Regions from separate parts of the Danio rerio genome. Here region 2 is linked to region 1. The links are chromatin contacts, called in public Hi-C maps. All regions are on one chromosome and are shown on one strand. Each heading gives the region's core, a stretch centred on a gene start, on an enhancer-like site or on the middle of the called end of the contact. The rest is flanking DNA. Distances are from core to core; before and after follow the strand shown.

Region 1 (6,899 bases), core at 1,608-4,107:
TTGGACTTCCAAAATGTTCATTAAAGGACACTTAAGCTGCATAAATTTGTTTTAAAATCAAAAGTAATAGAACAGAGATTAAGATCCATAATGCAACATAAATGTATAAATAAACTTAAATAAAGCAGCATGATTCAAGAACAATTTCCATTAGTCATACAGCTGTTAATAAACATTTTTACAGTGTCATGCTTCTTGTGTTAATGCATTTTCAGGACATCAAATCTTTGCTGCCCAGTAACATCTGCTAGTGGATTAAATTTGGTTTGATGAATTCAATTGAAGCATTTGTTGTGTTGGGTTTGTTTCCCGGAAAAAGCAAAAAACTGATTGCAATATTGAACTAGCAATATATATATATATATATATATATATATATATATATATATATATATATATATATATATATATATATATATATATATATATTTTTTTTTTTTTTTTTTTTTTTTTTTTTTTTTTGATTGATTGATTGATTGATTGATTGATTCCCAGAATGTTCTAAAAATGTTTTACTATTAGGAAACATTATATTTTAGGTCATTTAAAAATAACCTCACTGCAGTACTTGGTTAACTTTATTAACTATATTTTGTAATTTTAAAAAGTAAAAAATGTTAAAAAATCGAAAACTTTCCTTGAACATCATTACACAAAAAACATACAACAACCAAATAGAAACTAAAAACTAACATTTGGCAAATGTCTGACTCCTGCGCTTGCTGAGTTGCTTTGAAACAACGAGGCTGCCAATTTTTTTCATGTAAAAGTAAAATGTATGGTGGATCGAGACAATAGAGGATGTAAAATAATTTGTATTCAGGCTTCCTCTTTCCTAAACATACTATGTAAAAGTCACTCTTTATATAAAAAAATGCTTTCATTCATACAGATTATCCGTGTAGTATAAATCAAGATTCATGAAGGACAGTGAGTGAATTAGTAATTTGCTAGAAATTTCCAGGAGTTTTCTTGGCATCAACATATGCAACACTTGTCCAGCAGAAGACGCTAGTGCTTATGTTTTCGTTCAGAGTTGGCTACTCAACCGTTTCAAACACAGGCTGACAAACAAAGTCTTGGTTGTGAAAGTTGTTTTCTGGCTATAGAAGACGAGTTTATGGTTTCAACAATCAAAACCTGCAAACATCTCTTAAACAATCATTGTTTTGAAGTCCTAGAGGGGTTTTCAAACTGTGGTCATCCAGGGGGCCGCAAATGTTTGAAGAAAAAGCTTTTAAAAGTCTTAAATTGGCAAACATATTTTTTATTAATAATTTTATATTGTTTTTTTTTATTTTATTATTTTTTATTTGTCTTGAAATATACAAAATGCACTTTTGGTCAAAAGTTTGGGGTCTGTAGGATTTTTAAATGTTTTAAAATAAGCTTCTCCTGCTCGCCAAGGCTGCATTTATTTCATTAAAAATACAGTACAGACTGTGAAATTGTGAAATGTTATTGCACTGTTAAATAACTGTTCAAAAGTAGTTTATAATTCCATGTAATAATTTATTCAGTGCTTTTAAAGATGAATTTTCAGCTTCATTATTCCAGTCTTCAAATATTAATGTAATATTAATTAATATTATTGTTATTATTATTACTTTTATTAATGGTAATAGCAATAAAATCAGTAATAATTGTGATCATTTCATTTGAAACTACCTACAATACAAAAAGCAGTTATTTTCAATTGTAATAAAATATTTAACAATTTAACATTTTTTGATGAACAGAATATTCATTCCTTCATTTTCAGCTTAGTCCCTTTATTAATCCGGGGTCGCCACAGCGGAATGAACCGCCAACTTATCCAGCTTGTTTTTTTCGCAGCGGATGCCCTTTCAGTCGCAACCCATCTCTGGGAAATGATCAGAATAATTTTTTTCAAAAAAACATGGGGAAAAAACTGACCCCAAACTTTTGACCGGTAGTTCAAATTATTAAAAAACATACTTAAAGAAGCAAACAAATAACATGAGATTAAAGTAATACTGTGTATAATTGTATAAAATTATAATAATACATCTAAAATAATCAATATCTAATCCAAAATGTATTTCAGATTTAAAGATTCAAACAAATGATGTATATTGATTCTTTATCCAAGAAAACAGATGACTTTTATGATAGTGAATTTGGATTTGCGTGAGGGTGATCATATTTGAGATTTACCACTGACCAAGATAACGTCAATTCAGTATCTTTAGATCACAGTGTTTTAAGCTGATAAGGTCAAATGCCAGTTCAAACTGTCAAATTTTATTTTAACAACATTTGAAGCAATAAATATAAAGAGTAAATTGCTGGAGGGAAATGACTGAAATAGTAGGCCTATTCTAGTTTTATTGAGTATTACTTTTAAAAAGAATGAACTGTAAAGGCTATTATTAACAAGCTTATTTAGACTTATTTCTTATATTGCAAGTAAGGTCATTTCCAATCTTTTCGATTTCCTTTAGTCAAAGATGGAAACAAGACGTTGACACAAAACGAGTGTTTCAAATTAATTATTTAATTCATTAAAGCAAAACTATCCAGACACATTCACATAAATATAATAACTAACCTACTTGTTTAATTACAATCATCCCAGCAATGTTACTGGTACACATTCACCAAATACCTTAATATAACAAACATTTCTAGTTTAAACCTACATCTGATATTGCAGGAACGGAACGCGCTCTGCTTGAGTTGCATTGCTACAATTGAAAGGACGACCGTCCATCCGTCCGGCGCTCGTTCACTTCAGCACCGCATACCGCCATCGCATCCGTGACCGCATTTTTTCTCGGCTTGCATAACATATCGCGTGACTTACTAGGTTAGTAACGTGAGGGAGCGGACAGGAGAAGGCGGTGTTGATGATGGTAGGAGGAGATTGCGCGTCGTCTTCTTCCGCGTTTCCCCGGATTTCAACCACTGTCCTGCTTCCATCGTGTCCTCTCCTTGCACGTTTTTACGCTCAGCCCACCCTCCCAATTCAGTTAGTTGTAAAGAAAAAAAAATTAAAGCAATTACACAGGCCTCGCCGCCCCCCCACCTTCCGCCTTTACCTCTCCTCTCTTCTTTCTCCCCCCTCTTTGCAAATAACTACCGCCGCCTTCGTTCTCCACATGCGGCATCGGAGCCCTGGGCCGCGGCGTACCGGCTCCAGCCATGTCGTCGAGGAACACAGCGGCTGGCGGCGGTGACGGAGCGACGGGGGAAAACACAGGTAACTCGTCGCTTCAAACAAAAAAACAACTCGTCCTCCCGGGAATTCTCCGGTCGACGCGGACAGGGCTGGTGTGGATTGCGCGTTGCGCCGGGCGGAGGAGAGGGAGCACTCGGTGTTCCCCGCTGATTGGTTTGCGCACTGAAAGTAGGTCAGTAGTTCAGTAGAGCGAACTCGAGCAAACCCGAGCAAAGGCGCGTCGGAACTGTGCGCTGGCTGGGGCACTTTTCAAGCTTTACCGCTGAGGTTAAAGCACACATTTAGTCATAAATTTGCCTGTCAGTCGCTTTTAACTGTAGAAAAGCTGTGCTGTAGTTGTTTTTGGAAGGCCTTTGTAAGACTTTCTTTGCCGCCACGTTCGGTCATTGCGGCTAGTTATTATTATGCTAACGTTAGTTTAAATGTCTTGGGTTTGTTTTATTCTTTTGTTTTGTATTTTAACTATTTAAATTTGGTTTGTGGCGATTTCTTTTAAACTATCGACGTTTTGAAGTAAATCTTCAGGAAAAACATGTTGATTTATTGTGTTTACCTTTGCATTGCGGTGGTTATGAAAAAGAATGCTGCGGTTTTTGTTTGCGAGTATGATTCATCTGTTAATCATTCCGGTTCATTTAGGGTTGTTGTTATTTTGAATCTTTTAAGACACACAAACACAATTATTTGTATACATTGCTCAGCATATGTAAGTACACCCCTCACAAATCTATCTGTTAAGTTCATATTTATAATAGGAAGCGATACAACCTTATATATGTGCGGAAACATTTGATTAGTCAATACTGAAGCCTATCAAATAAAATAATTTATGATAATGGTCCAATAAAAATACACTTAAATGTTTTAGAAAAATAATAAATATACATTTAAAAAGGAGAAAAAAAATCAAGAGAAGCAAAAACAAATTGTTGAAATTTTATAACATTTTTTGCACTATTTAGCTTGATTTAATTGTATTATCTTTCAATTTCTGAATATCTTTGGTGACTAAAATATTATTTTTATAAATATTTGTTTAGTAAATTTGTTTAAATCTATGAAAGTTCATTGCCTATATTTACTAAGAAATAGATAAAAAAATATCCATTTTCAAAATGGACAACTGCTGACAACTGTATGTTTTATTCTACGAATATGTTATAACATTTTTTTCCAAAAATCCGAGCTTTTTTATAAAATAATAATTGGTCAGAATAACAATTGTTTTCAGTTGTTATGGTTTGAAAGTAAAGATTTCCCACCAAATACTTATTTCTTATACTGAAGTTAAAACATCTGTAAAATTGGTCTAAAAATAATATGGACGTCTAAAACATGGCTTATTATTTTGCATAAAAAGAGCTAATAATTATGTAGTCATGTTTTAAATTAAACATTTAGTCATTTAGAGGCTTTACTGCATCAGTACAACTCTAATGTTTTGAGGATAATAGGCATTAAGGCTAATGATCATGGCTGTATATTAAATAAACAGTTAACCAAATAAATATAACTCATCAAATTACTTTATGCCTTCATCGATTTTAGTAAAATACGAATGATTGCCACAAAACTTGCCACACTTTATAAATGAGATCTAATGTTTAGAATCTATTGTTCTGCTTTTAAAGCTTTATTCTGTGTATAGTTATACTCTGCGCACTCTGACAATCAGTTTTTTTATTTTTGGAGTTCACAAATCTACCATCTAATACTGAAGCTTTCTCCCAAGTGAATTCAGTCCCCTGTTTAATGAGTGAAACTGCATGTTGTTGTGACGTAAATGTGAATCATTAGCATTGTGAGGTCATAGTGCTGCCTGATCTGCTCTGATTTCTTGTAACGTGACCTTGTAACGTGACGGTTGTGTAATATGTAGGTCAAACTCAGCACACTTGTAGGCCAGAGCTGTGATGCCCTCCTCTTCTTCAGGCGTTGCTTTCTCTCTTCATCCCGATTCGATCAATAAAGCTTTGCATAACTAGGATATAAACAATAGGAAACAAAGGCGGCCAGTGTAATAAGACTGCCGGGCTATTAATTCTTGCTAAAACGTGTAACCTAAATCTGCTGTCAGTTTGCTTGGTCTCGTGACAGTCGCCCCCTCCCTCCGCTTCCCCAGCAGAGAGAAACGTGACTGGAATTTAGGGGCTCATCTGGAAAGTATGTCTCTTAGGTAACTGGCCTTTTGAGTTACAGATTCCAGTCATTTCAGTGATGGGCATTTTTTCAGGTCAATTATTTACTATCTGGTGCATCCGGTGAATTTTGGCGGAGCTGTCTGAGAAAAAAAAAAAAAAGCACTTGGCCTGGCACACTGTGGGTGTTTTTTTGCAATGCATATTAATTGTTTGTTCATTCAATAACCATTTGATGTTGGTTTTACATTGAGAGACAAAAAAGATAATGAAATATACATCAATATACAATATATAAATACACGCGTATTCCACACTGTATCATTGTGATTTACTGTTTGAAAAACATGCATCTGTAGAAAATACAGTGACTTTTAGTGTTTCTTTGTACTTTACCATTGTTTTAGGGCTTTTAAAATAATGTAATTTTAGAAAAACAATCATGTAAAAAGTACCAAGTTTTTCCTGTATTAACAGTAATTTCATGTTTTGTAATTTACAGTTTTTTACCACCACTCTTTTGCATTTTACAGTGAAAAGTATGGGCATTTTTTTACAGTGTAGCATGTTATATAAAATTTCATTATATTTATATATTTTGAAGAAGTAATCTTAAAATATATTCACCTAATTGTTTACGAAAGCTTTAACATCTTTTAAACATTCTTTACATGCCATAAAATTGCTTTTAATCGTACTTATTTTTATATATTAAACATGTAGAAACGTAATTACTTATTTATTTTTTATTTATTTATTTATTATTAGTCATGTAGAAATGTATTTATTTATTTAATTAGTATTATTCATATAGAAACATATTCAGTTATTTAATTTGTTTGTTTAAATCTTTTTATTCATGTAAAAACATATTTACTTATTTAATTTTGTTTATTTAATTTTTTATTAATGTAGAAGCTTACTTAATTAGTATTATTCACGTAGAAACATATTTACTTTTAATTAATTTTAATTATTCATGTAGAAATGTATTTACTTTATTTTATTTGTTTAGTTATTATTATTAATGTAGAAACGTATTTACTTATTACATTTTGTATATTTAATAATAATAATTTAAATTTACTTATTTATTTTTTATTTAATTAATTTCTATAATTCTTGTAGAACCTTTATTTACTTTTTTATTTAATTATTATTATTCGTGTAGAAATGTATTTACTTGTTTATTTAATTAGTATTGTTCATGTAGAAACATATTACTTATTTATTTATCTATTATTCATGTAGATATGTGTTTACTTATTTATTTAATTAGTTTTATTCATGCAGTATTCATTATTTTTTAAATTATTTAAATATTATTATTATTAATGTAGAAAAGTATTTACTTATTTTTATTTTTCATGTAGAAACTGTATTTAGTTTTTATTTAAATAATATACATGTAGAAATGTATTTAGTTTATTTTTTTATTAATTTCATTATTATTATAAGTGTAAAAGCATTTACTTATTTTTATTTAATTTTAATATTTAAGTAGAAACTTATTTACTTATTTTTATTTATTACTTTTTATTATTCATGTAGAAATATAT
Region 2 (6,420 bases), core at 2,945-5,444, 170 kb before region 1:
ATGGTGAAAGCAAAATTCTCCTACGAGAGTGATTATAGCGCCTCCGGATGGTAAATGCGGCAATACTCACGGCAGGTATTACTTGATAAGTCAGTCGTTTATTTCACTGATTTGGCGACCGTCAAACGTCATCAGGGAAACGGTTTGAATTTCCGCTTAGTAAAAAAACATTAGTGTGCCATTTGGGACAACACTACATACATATACTTTCCTGTTGAGTGTGTAAGTGCATAAGTACATAGTGCATGAGTGCATAGTGTATAGTGTGCCATTTGGGACGCAGCTAGTGACTTTTAGCAGCAGGGAGAGTGAAACCAACACGCTGAACACTTTTCCCATTCATATGTTTTGCCAAAATTTAGCTACCAATGTAATAGCTACAATATTTACAGATAAAACAGTACTAAAGTTAACCTTCAGTGGAACAGAGAATGGCCTTACATCACCACAAACATTGCTGGTTATTCACTATAAATGTTGAGTAAATTTCTTTGCATGACATCAGAAAAAAAAGTCTTATGACTTCAATAATAGGCACAGTTTAATTGTTTTTATTACATTCTTAGATTTTATGATGCCCTGTATCTTGCATCACTTAATAACATTCAGTATGACATTAGACCTTAACGGTGCACATTACTCATAAATAATCAGTGTTTCATCTTAAACCAAGACTCTGAGGGTTAAACTGACTGCCGTTACAGTCCAATCCAGACAGACACACACACTGCGTACAACTCAGACAAGGCTGAACCTTAAAGCCCTTTGGAAACACACACCCATCTGACTAATGAGAATCTGATATCACCTGAGGAATGCTTGAGTCTGGAGAACTGCTGCACATTGCTGAAAACGACATCTAAAAAATTGTCTGCTTGGTATTTGAGCAAGAGCTCGAGCCAAAAACAGGATATCACAATCTCAGTGTCACAAACCCATCCCCAAAAGCTACCATGCCTGTTCTGTAACCTCGTTCAAGGGATGGGGATTGTTTTGCCATAAAATGATGATAAGATGGTAAAACATTCTAACACTGAATAATTTTATAATCCTAAGAGGGGTTGGCATTGGCAAAAATAAATAAATCAATATAATAATGATGAACACTTCTACTGTAAAATATTTTTATTTCGTTGTATTAATAACAGTTACTTTAGTCAGAGTAGGGCTGGGCAATTTGGCCTAAAATCAAAATCTCCATTAATTGAACATTTTAACTTGATTACAATTAAACAAATGATTTTTTTATTATTATTTTATGTTTTTTGAGTTCATAGTTCACTAATAGGTTTTGTACAGCAAATATGGTCACATATTACATAATAATATAAAGGATAACATGTAATTGATAGAAACCTACACTATCTATGATTATTAATTGAACATCAACGCTGAAAAACTGAAATTAAAACACACATTGCCTAAAACATGGCTCTTTGCAACACCCACCCTTGTCACCACTACCAAACGACCAATCACAAAGCTTGTGTTATTTCGTCATTGTGACGCATAGTAACGTTTTTTTGAGAAGTGTGCGGGCATGCGAAAGCTGCGCTGGCCTGTACACATGCGCTTGGCAGAAGTATACTTTCAGAATAATATAATAAGCAAATCATAACAAAATAAGTATAAAAAATCCTTAACAGAGTTGGGTCATGGGACTCCACCAAAAAAAAAATACCTGGAAAAATGTAATCGATTATACATTCTGAATGTCAATTTCGATTACTTTGATTAATCGCCCAGCCTTAGGTCAGTGTCCCATGATCTTTCAAAAATTTGCATAACAATGCTGATTTGATGCTCGAGAATCATTTATTATTTTCAAAAATATACAGTCATTGATGATTTAAAAAATATATCGCCATGACATAATTTTTGCTAATATTTTTTACTAACTTATTAGGCATTACTGCTGAATAAACCTTATTTTTTTAAATATAGAACCCCAAACTCTGAACAGTGATATATAATACTTTACTGTTAGTATAATGTACAATAATTCTTGCTAAATAATGCCTGAGAAGGTAATAAGATCCCAGTGTTAACGCTATGTGGTCCTGAATCACACTTGTATATTATCACAACTATTACATTATTATTTGAATATACAAAAAAAAAAGAGAGACATACATTTCCCTCCAAAAATTGTATATCATCTACACACTTTCATCTGGGTCTAAACTTGTATGACTTTTATATCAATGAACAGACGATGATGAGAAATGAGTACAAAAAATGTGGTTACTAACATTCTTCAAAATATCTTTTATGATTCACAGAAATAAAAAGCTCATACAAGTTCGGAACAATAAAATTAGAGGTTTTTGTTTTTGACTGAAATGTCCCACCAATAATGTTTACATTAGACACAGAAGCCTTTGCCATTTTTTTTCCAGTTAACTTATACAAATACATTGACCTCAGTATGAAATTCCTCACGTTTCTAAAAACCCACAGACAAAACCATGCAGAGCAAACACAGACAAGAGAGGGGCTCATGTCATGGTCTCATGCATGAGAAAAAGGCCATCAAAGATGCGTTCCCAGCCCTCCTACTCACATCGATTCATTTCACAACCAACCTATTCACATGAAAACCCACTGAAACGGCAGTCTGACGAAATGTATATTTCTGAAATTAATCAAACGGTTTCCTCCCTCTTGCCTGAAAATTGCTTATGTAGAAGTGGGTGAAGCAAACATGCAATTTAAACCTGAATTATGCAGAAACATATATTGATAGTTTTGATTTTATCAGCAAGATGATTGTCATTTCAACAGTCATTAATCTTTACACTGAGAGGTTAAAAAATAAAGAAAAATGAGTTGTCATTTTTGTCAATGTTGCATTCATATTTCAGTCAAATTTGTAAGTAGACTAAGCGAAGTTTAGACGACTTTCTGTCTATATATTCAAAAGAACTGTACTACAATATACAAATGCAGTTTTGCTTTAATTGCAAAGTGTGAATCCATGTTGTTGTAATGAAAACTCTACCATTATGTGTGCTTCCTTACGTTGTTACAAAATATTTGATATTTTTCTGTTGACCAGAAAGGGAGACTATAAATGCTAAATGCTGACAGCTCCAGTCATGTGCACAGCATTTGTCACAGCATTGTGAAAGTGTATGAAGATTGTTACTTTCATTCTCTCTAAATTTGAATGCAAATACAAACAACATTTTGTTAACCTACAATAGTTTAACCATGGTGTTTGTATTAAAAATGATAGTTAAACAAGTGATTAAAATAAGACACAAAAACATCGTCATTAACTTAGAGCTTTACAAATCCATGGTAAATCTAATGTGTAAATTGTCTCTTTATTTCGGCGTTGCAAATTATTAATCTCTCATTGGGAATAAACAACATCTCTCATTAAGGACGAGCGTTTATTTAATAAACGTCTTGATAACATAATCCTCTATTTTATATGACATTTCTTCAGTCTTGGGCCTGCAGTCATTAGCTTATTTAGCGCCGCAACTGCTTCCCTAGCCTACAGGAAGCGAGCTAGCCGAATTATTTTGCTCATAATCGCGTCGTAAATGGTCTAATAATCATCGTGCACTCGGGAAAATAGATAAATTACCCCATATGTATGAAACCTAATTGTGCAGTTGTTTAAACTAGATAATTTGTCCAAGTTTGTAAGCCTAGCTAGCCGTCTGGAGGGGTTAGCTCGAGAGCTCCCAAACAGCTCGAGCTCCAGCAATGAATGACCGCGAGCGCACCGCTTCATGTACACTTCCATTGCAGGAACGACTCTCACTTCTCCATCATTTTGATTAGTTGTGCAAATTATTAATGAATAATGAATAAGACAGAGGCCCACCGCCATCTTTCACAGCGGTGGATGTATTTTTAACCCACCCATATTCGGGATACGATGAATGTACCGAAACGGAAGTGGCTAACAAACAGAGTGCCAAACGCTAAGCCAGCTGTCGCTTCTCTTTGGCGGATCTTTTCATATATAGAAGAGGATTTAGTAGTATTATGGTTAAAAACGAAAGACTGAAAAGGTGCAGTGTGTCTCACTTCACGGTTACCTTAATGATCCTGCGGGGCAACCCTGCCATCTTGTCTTGAATGCGGATTTTAGCTTTGACTCACGGTGCCTCTTACTTCGTTTGCATTGACGGCGGAGACGCAGTGCACAGACACACGCCTTCCGGCGCGGTGCGTCCAGACGCACGCGGAAACGTACGCTTTTCACGATGATGAAGATGATATGGAAGTTGTAGTTTTGTTTAGAAGGAAAGCTCTCTCTTTTTTTCAACCGACATGAATCTAGATAGTCCGTTATAATGAAGTTTTTTGGACGAATTTCTTACAGGTTTTGACTAGTTACTCAAATAATTTTCAGTTTTTAATGGTTCAGTCCTTCAGGTAACTGGTTTAACTACATTCCTAAAATGACACGTTAAACTGGTGTCTTTTTTTTTTCTTTTCGGCTTACTCCCTTTATTAGTTAGGATTCGACACAGCGGAACGAACCGACAACTTATCCAGCACATGTTTTATGTAGCAGATGCCTTTCCAGCCGCAACACAGCACTGGGAAATTAACTGGCGTCTCTTATTGGAAAAAGTTAAACCCCTGGAGTACTAAAACAGCAATTCGTACTCTTTTCCAAAGTGTATTTGTATAGTGACTTTTGCCTTGTTAAGTCTGATTGAAACCCTTCATTGAATGAAATAAATAATAGCTGGAGAAAAATGTGGTTATTACCACTGAAAACATCAATGAACACATTCACAGATTTTACAATATTTTGCAGATCATTGTTTATAATAAAAATAAAAAGGGGAAAAAAAGTTTTGTATTCATAAAGACAGCTGATCAGAGCCATTATCAGTTTTCTGGATTTTACATTATGAGTTAATAAAAATATTTGATTAATTTGAAAAAATATATTGATAAAGTATCCTCAAAAGTTGTATTTATATATTAATTTAACTGCCTGCTCGACCAAATGGTTGACTATATTTTGACTGACTATATTAGGAGTATCTAACTAAACCTGATTAAGTTTCATCTTTAGGAAGCACTCGCGCTTTTGCACTAAAAGATAATGCTGAAATGTGTATCGGTGTTTTATATTGTTTGAATTAATGTTTTAAATAATAATTTACACTAAACAGCATTGTTGGTTTACAAAAAAATCTAACAAACAATCCTGTTGCACTCCTACACTTGATTTTAGTTCATCTTCATTTTCTTGTCAACTTAGTCCCTTTATTAATCTGGGGTCGCCACAGTGGAATGAACCGCCAACTTATCCAGCAAGTTTTTTACGCAGCGGATCCCCTTCCAGCCGCAACCCATCTCTGGGTAACATCCACACTCACATTCACACACACTATGGACAATTTAGCTTACCCAATTCACCTGTACTGCTTGTCTTTGGACTGTGGGGGGAACCGAAGCACCCGGAGGAAACCCAGGAAGAACATGCAAACTCCACACAGAAACGCCAACTGAGCCGAGGCTCGAACCAGCGACCTTCTTGCTTTTAGGCGACAGCACTACCTAATGTGCCACTGCTTCGCCCTTGATTTTAGTGTCATTGTAAATAAAACAACAACAACAAAACATGTAAATTACTGTGCTAAATTAAAAGCTAAAATATTTTATGGTATAAAAAAAGATGATTTAGTATTCAAAAATGTCTTATTTTTGTTATGTTTTTAAATAAATTGGTCTTGCACTTCATATTTTTTTTAGATTTTCCATAGTATATGTATTAATTCTGCTACTTTTACCTTAAATCGAGATATCTACCATTTGGTAGAGGCTGTTATTTTAGAAATTATGGGATGTGTTGAAAAAAAAAGGAGTTATCAGGAGTTAAGATGTTAAATTTTCAAAACACACGAGAGGGAGAGGGAGAGGGAGAGGGAGAGAGCTTTTAATGAGGACATTCCGTTGGAGTTATTGAGTTAACCACCAGTCTGTACCCTGAACCTAAACCTATCCCAAAACCTAAAACTCAGAAAAATTTCTGCACTTTTGCTTATGCCGCTAAAAAATTGTTTTGTTGTGATTAACTGCTGATGCTTTTACAACCCTAAAAAACAATGGAGCACAGTATTAAATACTCAAATTAAATTGCAAAAGGATGATAAAGTGCAAAAGGTGAAACTTTAGAATAATGTCACAGCATGAGTAAATGTTGGTAATATTAGGAATATTATGAGTAAAATTAGCAGCAACATGAGTTAATGTTTGATTTGAATGGATTAAAATCAACAGTGAGATATAATTACATTTATTTCAGTTTCTATGTTTATAAAACTTAATTATATTAGTTAGTAACTCCATTTCGTATAACATTTATGACTGGTAATTAGTTTACAACTACAATTTCTAATATATTATTAGACATTAAGAAATTAGGATCACCTAAGA

Evidence for each region. Hi-C and Micro-C count contacts between places; a contact is called where the count stands out from the background.
Region 2: a Hi-C map of hematopoietic stem cells shows a contact between it and region 1, with 4 times the contacts expected there. The contact joins the promoter of ube2na here to the promoter of bmal2 in region 1. A contact is called at or near these places in 2 of 18 Hi-C or Micro-C datasets (caudal fin and hematopoietic stem cells) and 1 of 4 datasets of contacts at active chromatin or transcription factors (gastrula embryo).

Annotation. Positions count from the first base shown.
Region 1 is chr18:16,985,020-16,991,918 of GRCz12tu, reverse strand. bmal2 (basic helix-loop-helix ARNT like 2) reads left to right here and starts at 2,857. Exons shown (of 17, transcript NM_131578.2): 1 at 2,857-3,223. The coding sequence starts at 3,166.
Region 2 is chr18:17,154,783-17,161,202 of GRCz12tu, reverse strand. It overlaps ube2na (ubiquitin-conjugating enzyme E2Na), which reads right to left and starts at 4,194. Exons shown (of 4, transcript NM_213486.1): 1 at 4,059-4,194. The coding sequence starts at 4,088.